2 separate regions of the Zea mays genome follow, and region 1 is linked to region 2. The links are chromatin contacts, called in public Hi-C maps. All regions are on one chromosome and are shown on one strand. Each heading gives the region's core, a stretch centred on a gene start, on an enhancer-like site or on the middle of the called end of the contact. The rest is flanking DNA. Distances are from core to core; before and after follow the strand shown. Region 1 holds the start of LOC100382533. Region 2 holds the start of LOC100240689.

Region 1 (6,557 bases), core at 3,130-5,629, 220 kb after region 2:
CGGTGCACACCGGATAGTCCGGTGCCCCCTGCCGACCGTTGGCGCGGGCCACACGTCGCCTGCGGATTGTGCGGCCGACCGTTGCGCTAGCGGTCGTTGGCTCACCGGACAGTCTGGTGAATTATAACTATACGCTGCCAAATTCTCCCGAGAGCGGCCTGTTCACCGGAGTCCAGCCTGGCGCACCAGACATTGTCTGGTGTGCTAGACTGAGCAGAGATTTGGCTGCACCGAGCCAAGTCTTTTGATTCTTTTCTTTTCTCTGTTTCTAGCACTTAGACAAAATATGTTAGTACTCAAAACAATGTACTAAGTCTAGAAACATACCTTGTTACATGATTTGCATCTTTTGCTTGTTTGGCACATAATATTTCACTCACTTTGTGTTGGACACTTAATCACCAAAACATTATAGAAATATCCCAAGGGCACATTTCCCTTTCATGAGGCAAACCCTCAGGGACCATGGCTACAAATTGAGCAAAGTCCCTCTCCTATGTGACAATGAGAGTGCAATCCGCATGACAGATAATCCCGTTGAATACAGTCGCACTAAGCACATAGACATTCGGTATCACTTTTTGAGAGATCACCAACTAAGGGGGGATATCAAGATTGCTTATGTTAGCACCAAAGAACAATTAGCCAATATCTTTACCAAGCCATTAGATGAGAAAACCTTTAGCAAACTTAGGAATGAGCTAAATATTCTTGATTCTCGGAATTTTGATTGAAACATTGCACACATAGCTCATTTATATACCTTTGATCATATCTCTTTCATGATTACGACTAATGTGTTTTCAAGTATATTTCTATACTAAGTCGTAGATTGAAAGGGAAATGAAGTCTTCGGCGAAGACAAAGCTTCCGCTCCACTCTAACGGTATCATTTACCCTTCGCCGTCACTCCACATCACTCTCCAAATTGGTATAATCTTTCACTCATATTTCATTTACCAATGGGGGAGAAATTAAGAAAGGGCTCACAAAGTCTCCGTTTTTGGCGATTAATGCCAAAGGGGGAGAAATATTAAGCCCAAAGCAAAAGGACCGCACCATCACCACCTAAAAGTTTCCAAATTTTCAAAATAAAGTTTTCAATTTGTATCTTGCTATCTATTTCAAATTGGTATGATATTTACAATTGGCATATGTATTCAAAACTAGCATCTCAATATATTTCCAATTGGTATCTATTAAAACCCTCTTGAAAACTAAGAGGAGAATTTCATTCAAGGGGAGTTTTGTTAAGTCAAAGAAAAATCATTTGAAACAGGGGGAGAAATTTCGAATCTTAAAAATGCTTCTTGCAATCTTATTCATATACCTTTGACTATTTGCAAAAAGACTGTGAAATTTTTTTTTCAAAAAGAATTTGCAAAAACAAAACAAGTGGTGCAAATGTGGTCCAAAATGTTAAATAAAAGAAAGCAAACCATGCATATCTAGTGAAACTATAAAATGGTTTAATTCTAAGTAACCTATGCACTTATCTTATGCAAACTAGTTCAATTCTGCACTTATATACTTGCTTTGGTTTGTGTTGGCATCAATCACCAAAAAGGGGGAGATGGAAAGGGAAATAGGGTTTAACCTTTTCCTATAAATATTTTTGGTGGTTGAATGCCCAACACAAATATTGGACTAACTAGTTTTCTCTAGAGTATATGTTATACAGGTGCATAAAGGTTCAACACAAACCAATAAAAGATCAAATAAAGGGTTCAAATTCAAGGAGCAAAAGAAACTGAAGTGTCCCCTGGTCTGGCGCACTGGACTGTCCGGTGCCACAAGAAGACAAAGCTCAAACGATCTACTGCGCCCGAACCCTAACGGTTGGGTGACGTGGCTGGCGCACCAGACTGTCCGGTGCGCCCATCGACAGCAGCCACCCCAACGGTTGTTTTGGTGGTTAATGGCTATAAATACCCCCAACCACCTCCACTCCAACCATCTAAGCATTCATCACTCTCCATTCAATACAAGAGCAAAGTGCAACACTCTAATACACAAATCAAAGCCACCGATCCAAGCAAAGCCCCCAATTCAATTCTAGCGCATTAGGACTTGTGAGAAGATCGTTCTTGTGTTTCTTTGTTGCTCTTGTTGCTTGGTTGGCTTTCTTTTCTTTCTCACTTCTTACTCTCAAGTGCTTTGTAAGCGAAGCAAGAGACACCAATTGTGTGGTGGTCCTTGCGGGGTCTAAGTGACCCGTGAGATTAAGGAAGAAGCCTCACTCGGTTTAAGTGACCGTTTGAGAGAGGGAAAGGGTTGAAAGAGACCTGGTCTTTGTGACCACCTCAACGGGGACTAGGTTCTTTAGAACCGAATCTCGGTAAAATAAATCACCGTGTTCATCCGCCTTACTTGTTGGTTGATTTGTTTTCCCCTCTCTCGGACTCGAATACATTTCTAACGCTAACCCCGGCTTGTAGTGTGTGCTTAAGTTTGTAAATTTCAGATTCGCCCTATTCACCCCCTCTAGGTGACTTTCACCCTCGCCATACCCCGCCGTACCCTTCCGTCAGTTCGCCCATGCTGGTCCCGTAGACCCACACGCAGCAGCTGTAGGAGAAGACGTGGTGTGGTGCGTTCCCCTCTTCTTCGAAATCGTCGCTGCACGGATCCACATCGTCTCCACACCTCTGCACTCTCGAGGCATGGGCGCCGGAGCTGTTCTCCGGTCCGCGACAACAGGGATAGTACCTCTTTTACTTATTTATTATTACATGCCTCCCTCTATGCTCTCCCTCCTCTCTTCACATTTCAGGTCCCTACATCTACCGCTGTCCTCGAGGACTCTTTGGGTTTGTTATTTTTTGGAGTCGCCGGCTGCCGTGAGAGTCCCTCGCTTTACTGTTGAATCCTAGAACTTGCCAAGGCATCTGTTGGTGCGCGTGTTAGCTATTATTTTAGCCAATCATTTGCTTTACAAGAAAGGACCAGATGAATTTGCGTTACGTTCCTTCTTTGTTTAAACCTAGGTAATGTTTTCTATTATACACTAACCTCTGTTTTCTTTGTTTCTTGTTCTTTTTCTCAGGGATACGGCCTCCTAACCAGAGGACTCAAGGTTGCCTTGTCATTTTTTAAACTTATGGTTTCTCGTGCGAACATTTAGCAAAGGCTTTATAACTATTCATGGGATTGAACTGCAAGCCAAAAACGACTGCTGCAGTCATTTAGATGTAGACTTGGATAAGAATATGGATCACCCAATCTTGATTTAAATCAAAACTGCTGCAAAGAGTTCCTTATGGAACATATTCTAGAATCAAAAGCCATGCTCCTTAGATGCCTGCATGAATGATGTGCCTGTGCACTACATTTTGAAACTGGACGAAGCTTTGAACTGTGAGGTCTCCACAAATTGAACGCAAGCCCTGGATTAGGTCTCCACAAATTGAACGCGGAAGGGCCAAGAAACTGTGAAGTATTAATGGTTGTTCTTTGGGTATTATTTATTGCTAGGTATTATATATATAATACAAAGGAGCATCAGAACCATTGCTCACTAAACTGACTAAGGTTGTTGGTTTGGAATCAGGACCCTGTTTGTTTAGCCTCGAGTTTATATACCTATGTTTAATATCCTGCTTTGATATAACATTAGCTTGAAAGACATGACACAAAATATTTGTGGACCTTTATGCTCACATTCTTCTATTTTTTTGCAGCCTTGACAAACCTGCTTTCTGAGAGATGATGACTTTCCTTTTGTGGATGTACATCTTAGTCGCCTCTGCAGATGGACATCTTTATCGCTTTTGTGGGTAGATTGTTTCGCTGGCTTTTTGTGGATTGAATGACTCTCCACTTGTAGTAGTGTAATGTTTATGTACCTAGCTGTCTAGATTGTATCGGCCAAGAGACCGCTACCAGTACCTTGTATATACATCTCGTTTAGTTGCCTGCCCCCCGCTGTGTCAGGTAGACATAGACTTGGATTATGTAGTCTTCTTCTGGACCAGTTTCCAGCTAGAACAAGCCTCAGCGTCATGCTATGATCCGTGTTTTAGTGTGGTGCTGCAACTATAATGTGGATTATTTTCAGGCTATCTATGTTCTGTTAAGTACCTTCTTTCTTGCTTGTCAAATTAAAAAAATTATTATAAATTTAGTCATTATTCACTTAATATTTTTTCAGTGCCGGATAGAGCGCCCGCAAGGGCGCCGTCTGATCCAGTGAGTTTTTTTCACGTGCAAGCCGCCGCTTCGTGTCCTCGCCTCCTCGGCTTCGGCGGACCAACCCAGACCTAAAACTGAAAGCCACTCCAGTCCCAGGCTCTCAAGGCCTGTTTGATTGACGGCTGAAAAATGCTGCCTGAGCCAGGCAGCCCAGGCCCTCCAAACATGCCATCGAAGAAGCCCCAATCACCCGATCCAGTCCCAATCACCCGATCCAGCTGTGCGCAAGTTACTGGTGTGCCCGGTGCGCGGGCCGCGTACATCCTGCACAGCCGAACCACAAAGCCCCCCACCCGACCATGGACCACCAGTCCACCGCAAGGCACACTCCTGTCTCCACCCTGCTCCGCTCTTTGCTCCCGCTCCCGCTCCCGCTCGCCTACGCTACTTGCCGTTCATCGCCGGCCACAGCCTCTGCCCCCGCCGCTTAGAGTTCGCCTCCGTCGCTGCTGCAGGAGCTAGGGTTTCCGGCGCCGGGCGCCGGGGTATGAGCATCCGCCGCCGCCGCCCTGCAGGATCTAAGGTTTCGACGACTCCGCTCACTGATGGAGGGTGGTAGAAGGGCGAGCGAGTCCCTCTCGGTACTTTCCCATTCCTCCTTATATTTTTCTTCTTCACGCGACGTGCCTCGTTTTTGTGCCGCAGGGTACGAGGCAAGTAGTGGCTCGCCCGGGTCGCGCGCGCAGCTTGGTGGGTTAGGGTTTGGGATGGGTGGCACTTGATATTGTTTTCGGGTAGTTTTGAAGGCGTAGTTACGAATTCCTGCTTGACTCTGGGAATTGGGATTTGGAGCCTTTTGTTTTCAGTAGCCTCATGTGTTTTTTTTGCGGTCAGACTGGTTTGGGGCTTGGTTCAAGTTCAATCCGACCGCTGTAAATTACAGCTTTACTTGCTTAGAGTAATGTTTTGCTGGGAGTTTAGTGCTAGCGAGCTCATGGTCCTGAGGTCAAAGTGCACCACACGTGTTCTATTCATGGGACAGGAGGGAGTACGGTCTTAGTTGACTGAGAATGTTCTGCTAGCAAATGTAGAATTTGTACTTCCCTTTTGGCTATTTTAAAACAGCCACACCAGTCTTTATGGTTCAGTCAGTACTGCAATTTTGGTGCGGGTTATTTGTTATACAACAAGCATCATTACTTTGTACTAGGTGGCAGTCTTGTAGAGTCGTCTGAGATGCTGCCTACTGCCTTAAATTTCTCACGTACACTGATACACACTCACACATGATGTTGTTTGTTGCAATGATGTTCACACATCCGTGGCCGTCTGAGTACTTTTGCTCCCATATATGAATTATGTTATATATAAATATGATGCTCCAATATATTTAGCTTGCTTGCTGCAAAGTTGCTGATTTATGTTTGACTTGTTGGAACTTTGACTTTATATGTTTTGAACTCTCTATTTTGCAGGCATACACCCATGGACCATGACGATACTGATTTTCAGAGCCAAAATTTTCAACTAGCTGGTGTAGGAAGTAGCAAATTCCCATCAGGTTTGCGACCATTTGCACTGCCAAAACTTGATATCGAGGACCAACTACAAGGCCATCTTCGATTTGATAATTTGATAGATTCAGAAGCATTTTTCAGCGTACAAGGGCACGAGAATAGCTGGATTGAGGTTCTGTCCACTGGAAGCAGTGTTGTTGATTTTAGCTCTAGCGCAGCTGAATCTTGCTCGATATCTAAAACTAATAATGTCTGGTCAGAGGCAACGTCCACAGAATCTGTCGAAATGCTATTGAAATCAGTGGGAGGAAATGAGACAACTGGTAACATGGACAGTAATGCTCACCTTCAGTTAATTGGTATGGACAGTCAAACTGATCAATCGAGTGTTCATCCTAAATCTAGTACCTCCCCGACAGATAGTACTGTAGTGCCAACTGAGAAAGATCAGTCTTGGAGCACTCATTCTAGAATGACTGCTGACCTTTCAAACACTGAGTCTCAGCTTGAACATTTTGTGCCTTTCTTACTGGACAAGAAAGCTGCGCAGGCAGCAGATTCTGTTGCTGAGAAGTGCCTTACAGGTGAGAAGTTGTCCTCTTCAAACAACACACCAGGAAGCTGCCCAACTGTTGGCAACTATTTTGGGGCAGGCCATGATGATAATTCTTTGGACAAATTTAATGTACCCTCAGCTGAAGTAGATTCAAAGAAATTGAATAATGAATCTTTCCCAGAGTTGGCTCCCCTGCAGAACATATATACTGATTCATATCACTTCAAGAAAGATATTAAAGAATCTGAGGCTGTTGTTACTCCTCAAGATTCGAAGTTTTGCCATATCAATGAAAATAAAGTTGAAGGTGGACTACAAGAACTGCAAAATTTGTCATGTGCTGGTCAGTCCTT
Region 2 (7,379 bases), core at 913-3,412:
CGCAAACCTACTCCCCGTTGAGGTGGTCACAAAGACCGGGTCTCTTTCAACCCTTTCCCTCTCTCAAACGGTCCCTCGGACCGAGTGAGCTTTCTCTTCTCAAATGATTGGAACACAAAGTTCCCACAAGGACCACCACAAGATTGGTGTCTCTTGCCTCAATTACAAGTGAGTTTGATCGCAATGAAGAATCAAAGAAAGAAGAAAGCAATCGATCCAAGCGCAAGAGCTCAAAAGAACACGACAAATCACTCTCACTAGTCACTAATGCTTTTGTGGATGTGGGAGAGAATTTGATCACTTGGGTGTGTCTTGTATTGAATGCCTAGCTCTTGTAAGTGGTTGGAAGTGTGAAAACTTGGATGACTTGAATGTGGGGTGGTTGGGGGTATTTATAGCCCCAACCACCAAACTAGCCGTTTGGTGGGGCTGTCTGTCGCATGGTGCACCGGACAGTCCGGTGCACACCGGACATGTCCGGTGCGCCAGCCACGTCACCAAAGCCGTTGGATTTCGACCGTTGGAGCTCTGTCTTCTGGGCCCGCCTGGATGTCCGGTGGCGCACCAGACATGCACTGTAGAGTGTCTGGTGCGCCAGTATGGGCGTGCCTGACTTCTGCGCGCGCTGGCGCGCATTCAATGCGCTGCAGGTAGCCGTTGGCGCCGAAGTATCCGTTGCTTTGATGTCACACCGGACAGTCCGGTGTACACCGGACATGTCCGGTGAATTATAGCGGACTAGCCGTTGCGAATTCCCGAAGCTGGCGAGTTCCAGAGCCGCTCTTCCTTGGAGCACCGGACACTGTCCGGTGTACACCAGACAATCCGGTGAATTATAGTGGAGCGCCTCTGGATTTTCCCGAAGGTGAGGAGTTCAGCGTGAAGTCCCCTGGTGCACCGGACACTGTCCGGTGGCACACCGGACAGTCCGGTGCGCCAGACCAGGGCACACTTCGGTTATCCCTTTGCTCCTTTGTTGAATCCAACTCTTGGTCTTTTTATTGGCTAAGTTGTGAACCTTTGGCACCTGTATAACTTATACACTAGAGCAAACTAGTTAGTCCATTTATTTGTGTTGGGCAATTCAACCACCAAAATCAATTAGGAACTAGGTGTAAGCCTAATTCCCTTTCAACTACATCTCTCCCAAGCCTACCCTACTAACCTTGCACAATGCGTAGTAGTAGATAAGTAACACCGAGATTCTTGAATTATATTTTTGGATGGAAGGAGTAGTATTTAAAGAAGAACTTTGCACAACCGCGACCTCTCACGCAAATGCGAGCAGTAGCTACCGCTACACCACATGTGGTGGTTGTTCGCGGAGTAGGGTGCTCGTGGTAGAGGTGTTGATTGCTGGCGGTTGTGGGCGCATTGGTGGCGTGATTGTTTGATAGATGATTGATGAATAGCGTTGAGAGATGATCCATTAAAGAATGTTCGTCGGATGTGTCTGAGTAAGAGAGAGTAGACAAATAAAATTATCTGGAGCATTGATTTTTCATAGTGTAATTAATCTAGGGTTAAATCGTTTGGTGGCTTTAGTCGATACATGAGTGTGTGGGATGGTTTATGGGGTGTACGTAGTTTAGTTGTTTTTATAGTGTAATTTATCCGGGGTTAAATTGTTTGGTGGCTTTATTAGATACATGAGGGCGTGAGATGATTTATGGGATGTACGTAGTTTAGTTAGTTTAGTTTAAATCGGTGGGTTAAGGGTAGAATATTTAGAGGGTGTTTGGTTTGAGGAATCACTTCATCTAAAATGTGGTGGTGCATCATGGGTCCATTCCTCAAATTTGGTGGGATGATCTCATTCCTCATATTAGTACTAACTAAATAACTATAAGGAATAAGGTGATGATGGATCAACTCAATCTATTCCACAAACCAAACAAAAAAGTGAGGAGTGAGAAGACGATGAACTAGATCATTCCTCAAACCAAACAGCTTATTATAGAGTGAGTTGAGGTATATTTAAAGTAGCGGGCTAGCGGCAGATGTCTCCGCCGAGGCCCTTTACACCCACGTACGGCCCGGCCACCAGTCACCAGCCCAAAACAGAGCTCTCAAATCGAAACCCAGGATACCCTTTGCACCCACGTACGGCCCATCCACCAGCCCAAAACCTCTCAAATTGAAACCCAGGAGGTTGGGAGACCCGAGACTCGGGAAGAATCCATTGCGTGTTCCAAATCCGCTGGCGTAGCGTAGAACACAGCATCTCCGGTAGCGTCACCGTAGGCCTCGCAAGTAAACTGACCTGCCTTCTCCGCTTTCCCCTCCGTCTCCGTCGGGAGTCGAGACAAAGGGAGCCAGAGTTAGTCCCGGCGCCGTGTCGCGAGCGGAAGGAGAAGGACTGAAGGAGGCGACGATGCAGGTGAAGCAGAAGGTCTACGAGTTCTACAAAGGCACGGTGGAGCGGGTCACGGCCCCGCGCACCGTCTCCGCGTTCCTCGAGAAGGGCGTCCTCTCCGTCCCCGAGTTCATTCTCGCCGGCGACAACCTCGTCGCCAAGTGCCCCACCTGGTCCTGGTGCGTTCTCCTTTCCTCTCCCCTCGCTCTGCCTCCCTCTAACCGATTTAAGTGGTTGCTGATTGGTTGGTTGACTGATTGATCTGGTTTGTTTCGTGTGTTCACAGGGAAGCGGGCGATCCAAGCAAGAGGAAGCCGTATCTCCCCGCCAATAAGCAGTTCCTCGTCACCCGTAATGGTATGCTGCTACTGAACTGAGTTCCTATCTATTTTCCTGTATCCGCAAGTTGAGTATTGTGAATGCTGCATTATTGTTATTGGCGAGCAGAATTGGACAAATTTTAGGTTTATTTTCCCATACCTGATGTAGTGTATGAGATCAAACATTTTAGTTTAGAAAAAGAATCATGTTGTAGTTGAAACATAAACACGGGGAAACAGAGAAAATTCGAGGGAATTCATTCATGCCTTTGGACTACTGAATTTACTATTTTGCTGTTTAAAGCTTGTAGTTTTCGAATTATCTCAAATCATTGAAATTTTTTGATTTTTTTATTACTCCCAGTGCCCTGTTTAAGACGTGCCATCTCGGTTGAGGAAGAGTATGATGCAGCAGGAGCAGAGGTGGTTCTCGATGAGGATGGCGAAGGCTGGCTTGCAACACATGGAGTGCAAGGTCAATATCCTTATAAGTGCTGTTTGGTTTTCCACTCTGAATTATATGATCTTAACTGTTTTTTTTGGGGTCCGTTGCTCATGTTAGCATCAAAGACAGAAGAGGAGGAAGACATTCCCTCTATGGACACCTTGGACATAGGGAGATCTGATGGAATAAAGTCTATCCCCTCTTACTTTAGCGGTGGCAAGGATGAAGAGGAGGAAGATATACCTGACATGGATACTTATGAAGACACAGGGGATAATTTGGTAGGGAAGATCAAAATTCTCTATCTTAAACTGGGCTAAACGAAGCTGCCAAAGTTACTGATTCCAGCTTTGCCTTTCTGTTCTAATTGCAGGCTGCTGCTGAACCATCATACTTTATCGCAGAAGAACCAGAAGATGACAACATTCTTCATACCAGAACATATGATGTTAGCATAACGTAAGCTCTTTTATTGCATACAAGATTGGATCCAACCATACACTAGTTTTCTGATTGGTCGATTGTGGCAGACATCTTGCCTAAAGTTCTGCTCTATACCAGTCAAGTTTTGTGTTTTGAATAACTGTATCTCTTGGCACCTACATTATACAAACTACATACTTATTTAATGATGAGTTGATTGGCAAGCATGATGCCCATCTGCTTTGCAACCAAAATGTTTTAGGTTCTAACTAGTTAATTGCTGCTTCCTTGAAGGGCAGTTGTTGTTTCTCAGGGATAAGATTATCTAATTAATATCTTGTGTGGAAAGCAGTTCTTACTTCTTGTGACCCACACTTGAATTAGGAAACATGTAACTAATGATCCTATTGCAGGTATGACAAGTACTACCAAACTCCACGTGTCTGGCTAACTGGATATGACGAGGTAAATTTTGTATTTAACAAGCACTTCTTGCATATAGTTACTGTGGTCTTATTGGAACCAGACTTGATTGTTTTTCCTTGCCATTGTAGTCAAGAATGCCATTAATGCCTGAACTTGTGTTTGAAGACATCAGCCAAGACCACGCACGAAAAACGGTATTTTTTGTTTCCATTTATTCTTTGATTCTCTAATGTACCAAATGCAATGCACGGATAAGTTGAAGAGTTAAATGCATAAGGGGTACCACTTAGGTCCACAAACTTTGAAAGCATAGGGTCTCAAAACTTGTTAAGTGGTGCATCTTATATCCCTAAACTTGTAAAATAGTGCAATGCGGGTCCATTCATGGACTGTACCGACCACTGCGGTCCACCACTTAACATGTTTAGGGGCCTAGAAATGTGTTCTCAAATTTCGTGGACCTAAGTGGCACCCCTTGACAAATTTGGGGCTGTTCATGCATTTATGTCTAAAGATAAATTCTACCATATATTCAGTCAACATGCTTAGAATTGGTAAAGTTTACTAACTTTACTTACCTTTCGTGTTGAGAGTTAAGCTATATATATTGTTTAGAGGAGGAGATAATTTGGTGTCACAGCTCATGGGGTATACAACTATATATTTTAGGGCTCCTTTGGAATGCAGGAATTTCATAGGAATGGTATAGGAATTTTACAGGAATTAGTTCAAAAACACAGGATTCAGGAATTTTTCCTTTGTTCCAAAGAAGGCTTTATATAATTCAGCTTTTGTCATAGTGGTTAGGCGGTGGCAAAATCTGCCACATTATGGCCATCTTGATTTCAACCCCTACCCCCCCCCCCTTCCTCGCCAAGAAAATGTGAAGGGGCATTGCATGACTTAAAAAAACAAATGGCAGTAGCTCTGCATTTCAAGAAATAGAAGTTTCATGTACAAGAAAGGCAGCCAAACCACATGATGCCTACAAAACATGATACCCGAAAGGCTAACACACCCACGCAATGCCACAAAGCACAAAACTACCATGTGTCATTGTTGTTGAGAATGGTTGAGAGTAGCCAACAGCTCGGACTTCCCATGGCAGATCCTAGACAACTCACCGTATCATTGTCGGGTAGATGGGCTAGAAGCACAAGGCCAGTATAGGTCATCTTTGCTAAGCTCAAGCGTGTCACAATGAGCAACTCTGACTTCCTATCTCAAACCAATGCCATGCCCTCGACGGCTGATAGACCACACACAGAAACCCGAAGCCGTCGTCAATGATGGAGAGTTCGCCCCTTGCCATAGTTGACGAGCCATATCCCCCCCTAACACAACAGCTCGGACTTCATGTTGCAAGACCAACCTCCACATGTCAAGCAGGCTCCGATAAGTGAAGGGCAACCATTGTAGGTGACATCCATCAAAGCCAAGACGAATTACCAACAGCGACGGCTTCAAAAGGGCACGACACCAAAAGTGCCTTTTTTCTTGTCCAAGGAAATGGACAGGGTTTGCACCCGTAGGCTATCTCCGGCAGCTTACCTATCCCTATACCTATATTCAAACTCCACTTTGCGAACAATGCATTCTACAGTGCAAAACAGTGTTTTAGATAACCATATAGGTGAATTGCTGGACACGGTCTTAGGGGACAATACTAGAGGGGAACAAGCATGACGCCCCCAACAGAGAAAGCGGCCCGCAAGTGTCAGTGTCGCCAAGGCTTACACCCTTGCGTGGCACCACCATCGTCATCATTGTCCTGCCCCCCCCCCCCCCCCCCCCATGGAAGCCCATCCACTAGCTGCACAAGGTAGCCACACAACTATGTCGGTCGCCACCCTGTCCAACCGGGCATCCCATGGTATCGGAATCGGCCCCTCGCACATGCAACAATGGCGCAGCTCCGACCTAGCCTGCTACATGCAGGTCACAGCCCCGTGACCATGCGCCTCTTGCCGTGACTGGTGTCCTTGCAGCCGCCGTACGCCTGCGCCGAGCATCCCCTCAGCCACGCTTGTTGTCTCTGGGTGCCTCACGGCCACCACACACCGTTGTTGGGCGCCACCACGGCCGGATGCCCTGTCGGCTGCGGGCACCACATCGACCTGTGGCCACGCCATGCAGTCCACTGTCCCCATGGCCGTCCCACGCCTTCGCCAAGTGCCACGGCAAGACCCTGCCACTGATGCAGCCCGACCCATGCTCGCCAAATCTGTGTCTGACCTGGCTGGATGCGGGCGATGAGGCTGTGGATCTGTGTGCCGGCGGCCAGGAGCAAGTCACCGCCGCCGCCGTGCCTGTGCCACCAAGAAAGAGCAGTAGATAGACTGAGAGAGGAGAAGAGGCCCCACAACCACCATCCTCACGGCTGTGTGGGACTCCAGCAGCCAGCTCCAGTGGCAGCAATGTGGTCCGTGGAGGGAGGGGGCTGGACCGCTGGAGGACGGTGGCTAGGTCGCCGCCTGTGTCGTCCAGGTTAGGCAAACATGTATGGATGAACATGTGGTGCCCTTTTTGTTTTCTCACTGGTATGGGTGCTCACCCTGTGGCCCTTCACGGAGTCTAGTAGGATTGTGATGAAGGTCTTTTGCCAGGAGCAAACTCCAACACGAAATAACCAAATCTTGTCATACTGCGTGTAGTAACAGTCATGTGACATGAGCCGTCATATAGCGATCTAGGTTCTTGCCAAATGTGGCAACCCCTTCTCCCTTTGAAAAATTACGGAAGTAGCTCACCTTGCTTGAAGCTGTAATGCAGATCTCTATTCAGTTGCTGTGCTTGGATCATTGAAGGCTGTTCCTCTATTTGTCTCTTTTTCTTTCTTTTTCAATCCATCTATATTAGCGATGTGCGTTGGGACTTAATTTAGCAAATAGAAGCAGTGAAACACTTGCCACTTTCATGTAACGCTGTGCCACTGGTGCTATGGACCTTAGAAGATAGGTTCTTCAGTCATATCACCCTATAGTTGCTTCATGCATTTAAAGACTTTATTTATAAACTATCTACGTCGTGTCATACTGTCATTCAAAATGATTATTTAGAGTTAGAATCAGGTTTCTTAACACCAGCGAAACAGTGAAGTTTTCTTCTACAATGGCCAATGTGCTAAGAAACCACACTGCATTGGCACAGGTGACTATTGAGGACCATCCTCACTTATTGGCTGGGAAGCATGCATCAGTGCACCCATGCAAACATGCAGCTGTGATGAAAAAGATCATCGACGTTCCAATGTCGGGGGGAGTGGAACCAGAAGTTGACAAGTAATATTCTTTTATGCACCACCCTTATTCCCCCCCCCCCCCCCCCCCCCCTCCCCCCCCCACACACACACACCAGTTTCTAACTTCTGGCTCCCCTTTTGAACAGGTACCTTTTCATATTTTTGAAA

The links. A called contact is a pair of places that touch in the nucleus more often than the background predicts.
Region 1: a Hi-C map of ear shows a contact between it and region 2, with 2.8 times the contacts expected there. The contact joins the promoter of LOC100382533 here to the promoter of LOC100240689 in region 2. A contact is called at or near these places in 6 of 25 Hi-C or Micro-C datasets (bundle sheath, ear, endosperm and 3 more).

Annotation. Positions count from the first base shown.
Region 1 is chr9:121,085,597-121,092,153 of Zm-B73-REFERENCE-NAM-5.0, forward strand. LOC100382533 reads left to right here and starts at 4,380. Exons shown (of 17, transcript XM_020543763.2): 1 at 4,380-4,772; 2 at 5,607-6,557. The coding sequence starts at 5,617.
Region 2 is chr9:120,870,174-120,877,552 of Zm-B73-REFERENCE-NAM-5.0, forward strand. LOC100240689 reads left to right here and starts at 2,163. Exons shown (of 10, transcript NM_001144015.2): 1 at 2,163-2,535; 2 at 2,643-2,713; 3 at 3,041-3,151; 4 at 3,239-3,402; 5 at 3,495-3,580; 6 at 3,958-4,009; 7 at 4,099-4,164; 8 at 7,121-7,251; 9 at 7,358-7,379. The coding sequence starts at 2,375.